Regions from separate parts of the Rattus norvegicus genome. Here region 2 is linked to region 1. A link is a contact called in public Hi-C data. All regions are on one chromosome and are shown on one strand. Each heading gives the region's core, a stretch centred on a gene start, on an enhancer-like site or on the middle of the called end of the contact. The rest is flanking DNA. Distances are from core to core; before and after follow the strand shown.

What was found. Hi-C and Micro-C count contacts between places; a contact is called where the count stands out from the background.
Region 2: a contact with region 1 is called in a Hi-C map of Schwann cells, with 3 times the contacts expected there. The contact joins the promoter of Fam181a here to the promoter of Gon7 in region 1.

What each region holds. Positions count from the first base shown.
Region 1 is chr6:127,659,681-127,666,875 of GRCr8, forward strand. It overlaps Gon7 (GON7 subunit of KEOPS complex), which reads right to left and starts at 3,596. Exons shown (of 2, transcript NM_001142941.1): 1 at 3,338-3,596. The coding sequence starts at 3,542. Ubr7 (ubiquitin protein ligase E3 component n-recognin 7) reads left to right here and starts at 3,774. Exons shown (of 11, transcript NM_001007705.1): 1 at 3,774-3,950. The coding sequence starts at 3,801.
Region 2 is chr6:128,231,056-128,238,250 of GRCr8, forward strand. Fam181a (family with sequence similarity 181, member A) reads left to right here and starts at 3,081. Exons shown (of 2, transcript NM_001291359.1): 1 at 3,081-3,160; 2 at 3,818-5,138. The coding sequence starts at 3,902. The coding sequence ends at 4,780. It overlaps LOC120103607 (a long non-coding RNA gene), which reads right to left and starts at 2,721. Exons shown (of 4, transcript XR_010052331.1): 1 at 2,592-2,721; 2 at 253-769.

The DNA.
Region 1 (7,195 bases), core at 2,346-4,845:
CAGGAATTAGTTGAATGTGACAGCCTTTAATCTTAGTGCCTAGGAGACAGAAACATGCAGATCTCTCTAAGTTCAAAGCCAGCCTGATCTACATAGTAAATTCCAGGGGAGCCAGGGCCACACAGTAAGGCCACATCTCAAAAACAACGTAACTGTACACCTTTCATTACAGCACTCGGAAGGAAGCAGCAGGCAAATCTCTTGAGTTTGAGGCCAGCCTGTCTATAATGTACTGCTTTATTATTGCCCCAGGGACAAGAGAATCCTCACATACATCAAATAATGAATGATATGTGACCCTGGCTCCTTAATTTAAAACTACTGGTTGAATAAAGATGCCTACTGCCTATAGCTGGGTAGAGGAGAGGTAGGTACAGTTTCGGTTCTCTTGGTTTGAGGAGAACCACAAGAAAAAAGAAGATGGAGAGAAGACACCACGGGGGTAGGTGAGTCATGAAAACATGGCCAGGCTACGAGGGTAGGCCAGCTGGAGTTAAGAGCTGCCCAGATGGAACACAGCAAGTTGTAACTCAGGATTATTGATGGGGAAGTGGATCAGAATAGCTTATAAGGGAGGTATCTGCCCAGCTCTAGTGCATTAACAGCATATTATAAATATAAAGTTGTATGTCTTTTAATCTGAGAACTAAATGATCTAAGGTGGGATAAGAAACTTCTAATATAACATATTGGCACCCAATATGGGGTACCATTTTGTACAAGTCTGATTTCAGTTCTTCCTCCTAGACCAATGTTCCCAGAAATAAGACTCAGACTCAAAGTATATGTACAAATACTTTGGCCATATAGGCTCTTCTCTGATTAGATCATAGGATAACCCATTTATATTAACCTACATTCTGCCACATGTACGGTTACCTGTGTTCAGGTACACGCATCCTTCTCTTACAACTACTAATTTACTTTCAGCTGCTATAGATTGCCTAGTTTGGACATCTCAGACAAATGAAGAGTGTAGAGCCATTTGTGCCTGACTGTTGTCTTAGGATTCGTTACCATTGTACTGTGAATCCACGTATCATTCCTTTGTGTATATGTGTATGTATGATGTGTATATACATGCTATAGTACACACAGAGGTCACCATTTCAGTATAGGTCTTTACCTTCCACTTTAAGAAAGGGTCTCTACATACATGAAGTTTCCTGGCTCCATCTTCCAACTCACTGCAAGGGCACAAGAATTACAGGCACATGGTCTTACATGGGTTCTGGGGAGTCAACCTCAAGCCCTCATGTCTATGCAGCTGGCTTTACTTTAATTGTTAGACATTATCCAACAATTTTCACATGACTATTATTCAAAAATTAAAAGAATGGGCATTTGTATTATTTTCACTTTTCAGCTACCAATGAACAGTGCTGCTACCGTCAGGTATTGAATCTTGGTATAAACATATTTCCAGTTAACTTGGAAAACTAGTGGTTTAATTATGGGGTGGTATGGTTAAGTTTTTAGAAATTCTAAAGTGGACAAACCATTTTACACTTCCACCAACGAGGGCCTATCATATCCTAGTATGATAGCTAATCTTGGTTGTCAACCTGCCCAGCCCATGAGAAAAGATATGGAAGGAAGCTTTTGCTTTTTTTGCCTGCTTGCCCTCACTCTGACTAGCAAGTTCCTCTACTCTGTTACCGAGATGCCCACGATGCTCCTTTGTTGGTGTTAGAACCTACTTCTTTAGGACTGGAACAAAGACTGAAAACTGGAGTCCTCTTAAGAAAGTCTTAAGTCCCTGACTGGGACTGTTGAGACATCCAGTCTCATGGACAAACAACTACCAGATTCTTGGCTTTTCTGTCAGGGCTTTTTTTTGGTTCTTTTTTTCGGAGCTGGGGACCGAACCCAGGGCCATGCGCTTCCTAGGTAAGCGCTCTACCACTGAGCTAAATCCCCAGCCCCTCTGTCAGGGCTTTTTTTGGACTACTCAGACCACAGGCCATAAGTCACTCTTACTCAGTTCTGCTCCTTTGAAGAAACCTAATACATCTAGATAATACCTTTTAATGACAGCCAACGCCCATATTATAAAGAATTAGGAAGTACAGTTTAACCTCCTCCTTAGTTCCTTGATTCCTTAGTTCAGGACGATATCTATCTTGGGATTCAATTCAAGATAAGAAAAATAAATGTAGCCAAGCTTGAGTGTGGGCACATTTCTTTATTCCCGACTGCTGAGGCAGAGTCAGGCGGCTCTCTGCAACTCAAAGCTAGTCTGGTTTAACAGTTACATGGTGACAATGTCTACAAAATAATTTTATTCCTAGTAACAGGGTTGGGGCTGGAGAGATGGCTCAGCGGTTAAGAGCACTGCCAACTTTATCCCTGCATGCACAAGGCACTCTCAACTGTCTGTACCTCTGCTTCAGGGGATTTGATGCCCTCTTCTGGCCTCCAAAGGCACTGCACATAAGTGGTGTACAGACACGCATGCAGGTAAAACATCCATCTTTAAAAACAAACTCCAAACCTAACAGTTAAGTTTCTAGAACAGTAGAGGGGGTGAGAGAAAGCAAGAGCCAGAGGAAAGGAAAGTGTACGGCAGCGGTGATAACCAGTAAAAGTTGGCAACCTAAACGTTCGATCATGGAAGAGGGAGGGGCTCATGAGGCGCCTCTCCTCCCGGAGGAGCGTTTGGCAGTTGATGGGGGGCGCGGAGTCATTGTTTTCTTCAGTGGTTTAGTCACTGCTGAGTTGCCCTAGTTCCTGTAAACAACCCACCCAAGCTCACACAAATATCCTTAAATAAACTCAGTGAGTGACAACAAAAGAAAGGGCAGGAGCCCTGTTGGGAAGGGGTTCAGCGGGGGATAGAGAGAGACCAGAATGCACTACATACATGAATGAAACTATCAATTAATTTAAAAACTAAAAAACCCTTTTACTTTCAAAACAATACCTATAAAACTGAGAGGGTTAAGATTCCCTAAAACAAAGTGGGTCTCGATCATCTGAAGCTCTTATTCTGTCAAATGTTTTTCTAATTTCTAACTTCACTCCTTTTCTTCTTTCAACAATCAGCTCCAAAGTCCCGCCCTTTCGGTCTTCCTGCCAGTTAGCAATGGTTACAGACCACCACACTTTCTCGAGCAGATCTGCCTATCTCGATCCTTTGCAAGGGAGTCGAGCTGACTTCGTTCGTTGTCCAGTCCCTAATCCAACACTCGCCGCGGTGGGAGATCAGACAAAGAGGGCAGAGAGGACTAACGATTTTTAGAAGCGATTCCTCCTCCCCCAGTCTCGCCTTCTCTAGGCTGCCCTTCACACTGCCTGCCCCCGCCAGAGTCCCCCGGCGCCCCGCCCCCGCGCTCACCATCCAAAGCGTCCTCCGGATCTTCCGCCACGCCCTGTGCGTCCTGCTCCACTAGGGTCCCGAAGAACTCCGCTACCAACTCCTTCATGCGGACCACGCCCGCCGACAGGCTCTGGAGAGGGTCCGCGTCGCTCGACGCTTCACAGGACACTTGTAGCCGCTGCGGCTCCCCGTCACCACCGACATACTCGCCAGAAAGCTCCATGGCGACCGCTCAGCTTCAACAGCGCGCCACAGAGAATCGTCACCCGGAAGCGGAAGCCAGCCCGCAGCCAGGGCGGGCGGGAGAGGAGAGTAGGAGGGATGACTTCCGTTTTCCCGGAATTGCCCCGCCTATTTTCTTCCTTCTCCTTCCTTGGGATTGGTTGGCTGGTGCTCGGGCCCCTCCTTCTCGCGACGCCCCTGGCGGCCACTTTTCCCGCCGCCTCCAGGGCCACGCAGCGGAGCCCGGTGACAGTTGAGGATGGCCGGAGCCGAGAGTCCCACCGGGTGCCAGGCGGAGCTGGAGCCCGTGGTGTCGCTGGTGGACGTGCTCGAGGAAGACGAGGAGCTGGAGAATGAGGCGTGCGCCGTCTTGGGCGGCAGCGACTCCGAGAAGTGCTCCTACTCGCAGGTGCGCGTGGCCCGGCTGCTCCCGCCGACCTGCCTGTTTCCCGCTGGCCGCAGCCCGGCCGGCTCCGGGGCGGCCCTTTACTTTGTGCTTCCACAGCCGGGGCCCAGCTGCCCTTTGATCCTCAGCTTGTCACCACCAGGGCTGTCCTTCTGTCCTGCTGGCCATACACTGTAGGCTTCGGTCCTGGAGCAGCAGCTCTGTCCTCCAGTTGTCGCCTCTTGGTGGCCTGCTTTCCACGAGATTATTCTTGTGACCTCTTAAATCCAGATATTCTTCGCCCCACTTCTACCCCTAAAGAATGTTAATTAAGGGACTAGATGGGGAAACGTAAAGAAAAATTGGGCCGAATTCGAAAGTCTTCCGGTGAGGGTGGGCTTCTGGACACTACTGTAGTCTAGTTTAACTGCTAGCTGCGCCTCCCCCCCCTTCCGGTTAAATGAAGTTCCGTGTATAAGTGCTGTATGACACCCCCTCTCCCTCGGGAGTAGATCGAAGCCAGAACATCAGGTGGCCCTGGAAAACCAAGAGAGGAGAAAAGGATCTTCTTGGGGTTTCTGAACAAGAGTTTGAGGGGCTGGGATGTAGCGTTTACTGACGCTTACTATACATTTAAGTACTAAAGTGGAAAAGGGTGTGTAGGAAGGAAACTTAACAAGGATGAGAATTGGTGGAAGGAAACAGGCTAACTATGCCCATGGTTGGAGAGGAAGACTGGGGAAGGAGTGAAGGGGCTTGGAGTTAATTGTGTGGTGTGGACCGAAGTCATAATACTATTTTTCTTTGTTGACCAAGTTGGGTTTGCACTGCAAAATTGTTGGATTGTTGAATAAGTCTTGTATCCCAGAAACGGTCGCACAGTAGTCGCTGGCATTTAAATCGAAGGATCGCTGTTAGGTTTCAAACTTTGGACAAAGGGGCTGCTGTGCCTATTTAACATATCAAAGAGGATGGTGGCCTCCAGGTTCTCCCTGTCCTTCTGTCCCTTCCGGAGCCCTCCTGACTGGGGCTGGGCTACCCTTCCCTCCTCTTCCCTTCCCTAAATAATCCAACCGTTTTGTTTATCCAGCTCTCTTGGGTCTCTGGACTGTAGCACCTGGCTCCATATCCTTTCTCCCAGTCCTCTCTCTCTCCTTTCACAGGGCCCAGCTCAGGGTTGTTTAGACTCTGGACTCTCAGGTGTCCTAGCCCCGATGCTCTTCCTTTAATAATAAACTTTTTCTCTCCCACCACACCGAGGAACAGATATGTCCTTTCCTTCCTTTTTTATTTTTATTTTTTTCATTCAATGACCACTAAACCACATACACCACCCCTTCCTTGGAAGGAAAGAAAGGTCCTAAGGCTGTATGTGAGCTGTTTATTAATATACTTAGCTTTATAAAATATTCACTACAGTTGTTGGAGATAGGATCTTATATAGCCCAAATCTGCCTTGCATTCATTATTCTCTTCACCTCCCAAAGTATTACAAGTGTACACCACCATGCTTGGCTTAAAGTCTTGTTCTTTTGTGGATTTTGCTGTGTTTTTTGAGACAGAGTCACATTGTGTGGTTCAAACTAGAATGAAACTCACTATGTAGCCCAGGCTGGCCTCACAAAGATCCATCTCCCTCCCAAGTGCTAGGATTAAAGGTCTGGTCATAAGTTTCTGTATATCCTATAAGTATAGATATTAATAGTGATAATAATTATTTTCTTTTAGGTTTTTGAGACAGGGTTTCTCTGTGTAGCACTGGCTGTCCTGGAATTCACTCTGTAGCCTAGGATGGCCTTGAACTCTGAGGCCTTGCCTCTGCCTCTTGAATCCTGGCATTAAAATTGTGTGCCACCACTACCGCCCGACGGTACTTTTTTTGTTTTTAAGACTTATTTTTTAAGTATTTGTGTGGATATGTGCATGTGAGTGCAGGTACCCTTGAAAGTAGAGGAATCTGATCCCTCTGGAGCTGGAGTTACAGGGTTGTGAGCTGCCCAGTGTATGTACTGGGAACCCAGTGCTAGTTCTCTGAGAGAGCTGTATGTGCTTTTAACCTCTGGGCCATCGCTCTAACTTCAAGTGGATTTTTTTTTTTTTAAAGATTTATTTATTTATTATATATAAGTACACTGTAGCTGTCTTCAGATACACCAGAAGAGGGCATCGGATCTCTTTACAGATGGTTGTGAGCCACCATGTGGTTGCTGGGAATTGAACTCATGACCTCTGAAAGAGCAGTCGGGTGCTCTTAACCGCTGAGCCATCTCTCCAGCCCTCAAGTGGATTTTAAAAAGCGTATTTACTGCTGTGTGTGGGCATGTGTACCACAGCACATGGGCAGGCATACATCAGAGAACAACTTTGTGGAGTTAATTGTTTTCTCCACTGTTATATGGGTTCTGGAGATGGGACACAGGCTTCCAGGCTAAACACAACTAGTGACGTTACCCACGGAGCTACCTCACTGGCCCTGCAAATTCTTTAGTAAAATAGGAGCAAATTAAAGTAAAATAGACATTTGTGTAGTTGGACTGGCAAGGGTCAGTAAAGTACTTGCTGCACAAGCAGGAGGACCTGGGCTCTGTCCCTATAAGCACATAAAAGCCTGGCATGTTGGCGTGGGCTGATAATCCCCTTTCTGGAGAGGTGTGTATGGCCCCTTTACCAACGTTTCTAAGTTTTGCTGTTTTTCCTTCAACTTTTAATTTTTAAATATTTTAAATCTACTGGTAACTTGAAAGAATAGTTTGGTATCTATATAACTTGCAAATGTATTGCTTTTAAACACTTGTCTACTGAATGCACTACCCCTTTTTATACTTCATATCCTGACAGTAAGTAGTTGGCATCATTACATCTCCCCTCAAATTAAAACTATGAACTTTCCTCTTTGGTTGAATTATAAGCATTTTCTAAAGTAAAAAAGGTGTGCCGGGTTGGGGATTTAGCTCAGTGGTAGAGCGCTTGCCTAGGAAGCGCAAGGCCCTGGGTTCAGTCCCCAGCTCCGATAAAAAAAAAAAAAAAAAAAAAAAAGAAAAGAAAAAAGGTGTGCCAAGTGGTGGTGGTACACGAATTACCTAGCACTCAAGAGGCAGTGGCAGTCGATCTCTGAGTTCAAGGCCAGCATGGTCCTCACAGTGAGTTCCAGGGCAGCCAGGGATACACAGAGAAACCCTGTCTAGAAACACCCCCCCCCAAAAAAAAAAGTTTATTACTCTCTTAAACCTATGTAAACTCACCTTTATTTTCATGTGTTAAAATGATTA
Region 2 (7,195 bases), core at 1,831-4,330, 570 kb after region 1:
CAGCAGTTCTGTGGGCACAGTCATACTGGGGGTCATCATTAACCATGAAGTTGGGCAGCCAGGACAGGGAGCACTTATCCCAGCAGCCACAGGAGCTTACTTCCGCCCAACGCCTCCTGTCCCTACTCAGGTTGATTGTGGTTGACACTTGCTGCGGGCTGGACTTTGATAGAAGCTGTTATGTAAGGGGTTGCATAAGTCACCCCGCGATGTGCGTCCCGTATTAACAGAGCTTCTGGCAAGCTACTGTACCTCCAGTGGCCTTTGCACGTTCCTCCAGTCAGAGCGATTGGTGGCATTCATCCCCAGAGCCAGGATGGTTGGAGTAAGCCAGCTCCCTGGGCAGGTATAGTCCCTGGGGAAATTAGGTCTGTCTCCAGTTGACAGCTGTCAGACCACAGCATATTGGGATGTCACAACCAGAGACTGGGATTTGCTGCCAGCAGGAATCTGTCCTTCCCTGCCCAGGGACAGCGGCTCTTCACTCTGGATAGTCATTCTTGTATCCGGGGAACATTTAGCATGCATTCCCTTATACTTTTAGGTCAAGGAGGATCTTTACTTGCTGAGATGGGGCGGGGGGAGGTACCAGTCTGAGAACCAGCAGTGGGGGCTCCCCAGCCCTGTGTGCTGGGGAGGGGAAGGTTGGCGCTCTTCTCTCTGGTTGACTTAGTCACTCTGCTGAGATGATTTGCCTTTGGTTGAGCTTGGCAGAGACCCCCACCTGGGCGCAAGCCGGAATCCGCCTCCTTCTTTAAGTGCCATCACCCTAGGGAAACAAGACAATCTTGTCGATCTACGCGCAGCGGCTCTAAGGGTCCTTTTGTCAAGGACGCCTCTGCGTCCGCGGTCCTAGGACAAGCTAGCAGCCGAGCCCTCACCACCCTTAGCACGCTCAAGTTGGACTACAAGCAAACAGAACAAGAAGTCATTTCCGGTCAACAAGATGGCAGCTCTTCAGAAACAAGAAGCCTCCCCGTGCCAAGCCCTGGAAGGACAGTGCACATTAAGGCCTCTGGAGGGGTCTGATGTGCTCTGAGCTGGGGCTCCACCACTGAGCTATCCTATCCCCCTCTACCTCAAATCTGGAAAGACATTTTCAGACTGGATTCCCACAAAGCCCACTAACGAGAGAAGCATGAGAGAGCACTACAGTGCGGTAGTAGTCCCCTAAAGGGCACAATCATGCTACCGTCTCAGGAAGCTGAGTGACCAACAGCAACCCCCTTGGGAGCTGTCTCTTTCTAGGGAACTGGGTGCACTGGTCACAGGCCAGGAGTAGATGAGGGCAGAAACAGGCTGGATGTGTGAGGTGATCTCCCAGCATGTATGGGAGGGAGATAAAGGAGGTAGCCCCAGACACATGGGGTACACACTACCTTGATGCAGGCAGCCAGAGTTCTGAGAGGAGCTGGCAGGAGCTTAACCTGGTGGCCACAGAGTCTATCTCCAGCAGAGTGCACCAAGAGTTTGGAGCATGAAGGATGGTACCTTCTCTTACCTGTTAAGGTGGGTGGTCTGGGACATGCTGCAGAATTTCTCCTGCCGAAGCAGCGAGGGTTAAACAGCAGCAGCACAGTCAGTCCTTGGTTATGCAAAGGAAGGAGAAAAATGTGGTGGTTGCCACCACAGGGATCATAATGCCAGCAGCACACCCTTGTCTGTTCATCTCTGGCTCTGCACGGGAGTTGCAGCTCACTGGCCCTGAGCAGTCTCCTCCAGAGGAGGGAACCTGGGGCTACTCTAGGCAGGTGTCCCACTGTCACAGCAGGCGTCTCTCGGTGCCACTCCTAAGCGAGGGCATGCAGCCATGCCTGCCTGGCTTTGAGGCTGTGGTATGAAGGAGTGGGCCACTATGCAGACAGGGACAGAAGAAGGTGGCAGGAAGACAGGGAAAGGGGAGGGGAGGTGGTGTGTGGGGTCCACTGGGCTGGCTAGCATGGAGATCCTGCCCGTGAGCACTTCTCAGACAGCCTCCTTCACTATGTCAGCCTCACCTTCTTTCTGAGCATTTGATGGGCAGGCACCATGGCAGCCTGGGCTCCCTCACTTGCTCCAACTGAGCGGCCCTGCTTGCAGCCCTGCTGGCGTTGGCACGGTGACAGTAGCCAAGTGTGCAAACTTGTGCCATTGTCCCCGGGCCAGGGGGAGCCATGGAGACTAGCTAATATGACACAGGAAAATGTTTGCTGATGGCAGTTCCATGGGCTTTGTCCACCTCTTTCTCCATCATGACGACTCGATTTAAGTCCCTAACTGTTTGACTACAAATGCAAGGGGACCGTGCAACGCCACCCTTTTGTCCGGCCGCACTGAATGGGCAATTCAGCCTTTGTGCAGCTCAATTGAGGAAGCAAACATAAAGACAAGATTCCTGAGAGCCTCGGCTCCCTTCCCATGGATATCCCAGCACCCCTCAGCCAGCCTGGCCGGGCTACCTTGCCCCACATCATCGCACCTCTCGATCCATCCCAGGGGACCCCTTCAGGAGGGGCGGGTGAAAGAGGTGAGAGACATGAAGCCAGAGACAGAGTCAGAGAACACACACTCAACACTCAAGGGCAGAGGGAATGCAGCCCACCCCGGCTTACCCCATCCAATTGTCTGTCTGCACTGGAGCATGGCAGCTGGAGGCCTGGAGTATCTGGGGAAGGTTGGGTGCCTGTCTCACTGCACCGGGCCCTCCTTGATCCCGAATACTTTTTACATACACACACACACACACACACACACACACACACACACACACACACACACTTCCCTCGAGAAACCAGGGTACTGAGGTCAAGGGGAGGAGGGGGTGTGGAGGTTGGAGAAAGTGAGGCTGAAGTAGAAATTTACCGGGAAATGATTGCATTTGGGAGCTGTCTTTTTTTGTGATGGTCCCCATGGTGACAATTTGTGACGGCAAAGAATGTGGGACCGGGGCTCCGCCGCCTGATTGGGAAGCTTTGTATCTGGAGAGGCGCTCCTGATTGGCCTGAGGGCCCCCCAGCTCTGGACTTGTCCTCCATTCAGCCCACTCAAGGGCTGTGCACAACTGCTTCTCATCCCGCTTGCTCGGAGCTCACTGCACGCCACCTCGCCAGGCTTGCTGGGGTCTGCGGTGGGGAACCTGCCGGCCACGTTGGCGGGGGGGGGCCCCCGGCCTGCACCTTCGGTCAGTGTGGAGTCCCAAGCGGTTTGGCCTGGCTGGGTGGAGGGCAGGGCTTGAGCGGGGTAGGGCCTTGGGGGAGGGGCACAGTAGTGTGGGTGGTGGCTGAGGAGGCATGAAATTGCTGCAGATGCTTCTACAGGGGAGTCCCCTGCTGCCGGCAGCCTGAGATGAGCCTTGAAGGCAGGTCTAGATTAAGTGCTAGACAGAGATCCTGCCTGGCCCTGTGTGAGAGTTGGGGGTGGAGCGTGGGGGCTGCAGAGGGGGCGGGGTGGTGGGAGGGGAAGGCCACCACCAAGGGGGTGGGGGAGGCTTGGCCTTCTTTAGGGAATTTCTTTGGCTTTGAAAATAAAAACCTGAATGGTGAGTTGTGTGCCTCACGATATGTGGGAGATGCGACCAACTCACTTCGTAGCCCCAGAAATGCCACTTGTAGCTGGGTGGCTTTGAGCAAGGAGCTTGCATTTTCTGAGCCTTGACTTGCAGAAGACTGAATTCAATGGTCGGCACCTGTCTCATCTCAGATGGTCAGAAGGTCCCATTGTGGATTCTGTCTGGGACAGGAGGATGCCTGGGTGGGGAGATTTGTGCATTCGGTCCTGGTGGCCCTGGGGAAGGTGTAACTGCCCCGGAGAGACCCCAGCTGCCTATTGTGTTCCCTAGGTCTGCCCGGGGCTCTCCTCCGAGCTGCCAGCCCCCAGCAGAACCCACACTCTTCATGGAAAGCCCTGCACGGTTCCCGTGGTGATGGCAGCTGACAGTGATGTGAAGATGCTTCTGAATTTTGTAAACCTGGCGTCCAGTGACATCAAGGCGGCCCTGGACAAGTCCGCACCCTGCCGCCGCTCTGTGGACCATCGCAAGTACCTGCAGAAACAACTCAAGCGCTTCTCTCAGAAGTACTCGAGGCTCCCTAGGGGCCTGCCTGGCAGGGTGACAGAGCCCCACCTGCAGAGGGGGCCTGAAGAGAGGCCCGGACGGCTACCCCTCCATCCCTGTCCCCAAGCCAGCACTGGTGGGGGTGGGAGCTGCACAGAAAAGGCCCTGGGGACCCCCTTCAGGGAGGAGTGCCTCTCTAAGGAGCAGAGCTTCCGGGGTCTGAATCCAGAGGCTACTAGACCTGGCCAGGTGCCCATGAGGAAGAGACAGCTGCCTGCTTCGTTCTGGGAGGAACCAAGGCCCACCCTCAGCTACCCAATGGGGCTGGAGGTGGGCCTGGCCCCCAGGGAGGCATCTCTGTATGAGAATAAGAAAAATTGCAAGGGTCTGGAGTCCCTGGGGCCTGAGACTGCTCCACTACCCATGTCCCCAAGGGTACTCACTGACACGGAATCACTCAAGATGTCTGGGGTATCCCTGGTAGGCAGTCTTGACGCTTGGAGCTACTGCCCTTTCCAGTACCATGGACAGCCCATCTTCCCGGGTCTCCCAGGTGTCCTGCCTCAAGGCCCAGTACCCAGTGTGGGCTTGTGGAGGAAAAGCCCTGCCTCACCTGTGGAGCTGGCCCACTTCTGCAAGGATGTGGACACCCCAGGGCCAAAAGTGTACAGACCCGTAGTTCTGAAGCCTATCCCCACTAAGCCAGCCATGCCTCCACCCATCTTCAACGTCTTTGGCTACCTCTAGCTGAACATCCTCAACCTTCCCTCTCCTGGCCTCCAGGATGCCGTCACTGACAAGCTCTTCGTGTGAGGAGGGAGCTGGGCAGGGGTTTGGCCAGGCTGCCTCAGGGACAAGGCTCCTCTCAGACAGGTACCTATTTGGAGCTTGCAGCTTGTGGACCAAGTCACAGGAAACTTTCCCCAGATTTATTTCCCTGCCCCTGTGGAGACCATAGGCAGTGGGACCCTAGTGTGGCACTGCCTGTTACACACCTGTTCAGCTGCCATCCACCGGGGGCGGGGGGAGGGCGTCTCACTTGTTCATCCTGTTCTTTGTAAATATTGAGAAAGTTAAAAAAAATAAAGATTTCTTTTGCAGTTTCCACCTCTTGGGTGTCATGAAGCGGGATAGTCCCCGATGCAGGGTCAGTATAGAGAAGAGCTACAGGTGGGAGCGGCCTAAGGTGTCAGAGGTAGGGGCTGGGGAGCACAGCTCAGTTCCTAGAAAAGAGGTGAGGATGGATCCGGGAAGACCTGGGGAAAGGACGCTCTGTCCAGGCATCTGAAGGAAGAGATAGGCCAAGTCTGGACCCCCATGGTTCATGACGCTCTGGACCAGGGAGGCAGAGCTAGGATTTCGGTGTGCCTGGCTGTGCCAGTGTGGCCATGTCCAATCCCGGTCAGAGATAAAACCAGGACAAATGGGATTTCAGTTGCATGTGACCAAGACAGGTGGTTTGACTAAACCGTTCCTTTTGAGCATGAACAGTGATTCTATGTCCACATTCCAGAACTCCCAAGCGCCAAAGCTGCAGTCTCTGACTAACTCCCATCATATTGTGATTTCACTCAGCCACGCCAATGAAATGCTGCCCGTGGCTGGAGAGAAGCACGCAGTAGGAGGAAGTTCTCAGACAGCAAGGTTTCCTGATCAGCACAGGTCTAGGCACCCTCTAATGAGGCTGGGTTACACCGTCTATCAAACCATGCTCTCTACAGCCAGGCCCCGCACTGGGCAAGCCTCTGCTGCCCCCACGGGATTCCATCAAGTGTGCTGATATCTTTTGCACTGGCTGTCTCCCTCGTGGCCTGCCTCCGAAATGGCCCTTTGCTAACCTGGCATCCAGGATTAGAGGCTGCACATGGCCCTTCTCTTCTAGCCTATCTTTCCCCCAAGACCCACCAGAACAGGGAGTCCACCAGCAGAGCCAGTTGGCCAAGGAGATGTGGGCAGTATTCTGGAGCTTTCTGTCTAGAGGCATCAGAAGATTTCAGAATCAAAGATACTGACATGACAGGGTTGTCCTAAGTCGTTTTCTGGCATGTGGGAGGGGCACACCCTTAGCCTACGCTTGGTCTCAGAGATCACTGAGGGCTCAGAAGCAGGTGCATGCCCTCTTTTACCCCAAAGCATCATCACAAGGACCGTCTGAACCCACTGCAATGGTTCTCAGCTCCTCCAGACTGTGTAACAGGGGAGCTCAACACCCCAGTCCTACCACCGACTACTCAAGATACTTGTCTGCACTGAGATCCCCTCACCCCAAAAGTGAGATTGGTCACAGATTTGCTACATGGGCTGTTTATAGATAAGAGTCTGATCCCTCCTTATTACATGATGTTGCCTCCAACACTTAGGCACCTGGAGGTCCTTCCACGCTGGCAGATTAGAAAGTCACACTTCAAGCTGCTCACTGCCATGGGCGCCTTGGACACCATACTGTCCCACCATGCCACTCTTAGAGTCACGTATTCTCAGGTGCCGCTGAGTCCCGCCCTGTCTGAGTCCTGGTCCTAAACCAGTGTTTTCCTGCTGGGGCTTGGCTTCCCCAGTGGCACCTGCAGATCCATCCCTTTAAAAGCCAGAAGACTTTTCATTTAAAAGCAGACGCTGGGACTGGAGAGATGGTTCAGTAGTTAAGAGCACTCACTGTTCTTACAGAAACCCCAGGTTTGGTTTCCAGCCTCCACCGCTGAAGGCTTAGATGTCCATAATCTGACACCAAGCGATCTGACACTCTCTGGGCTCCATAGGAAACTACACACACGGTGTAAATAAACTCATACGATCTCACACTCATAAATATAATAAATTTAAACAATAAAGGCAGAAGGCTTTAATGCAGTGGCTGGCTCTCAACCTTCCTAACTCTGAGACCCTTTAATACAACCCTTCATGTTGAGGCAACCCCAAGCACTGACCAATCAGCACTGGCCACTGGGGCAGGCTGCAGGTCAGACTCAGTATCTGGGCTGTGAGCAGACAGAAGCAGAGATCTATGAAAGCTCAAGGTGGAACTTGGTGCTGTGCAGGCCAGGGTGTCTGACACCAGATAGACAGTGACTACCGAGTGTGGTAGCTGAACTCCACTCCCATCCCTCTGCCTAGAGAGTCCCTTGGGCAACTACCTGGCCCAACACCCGTGTTTCTCAGGTTGGA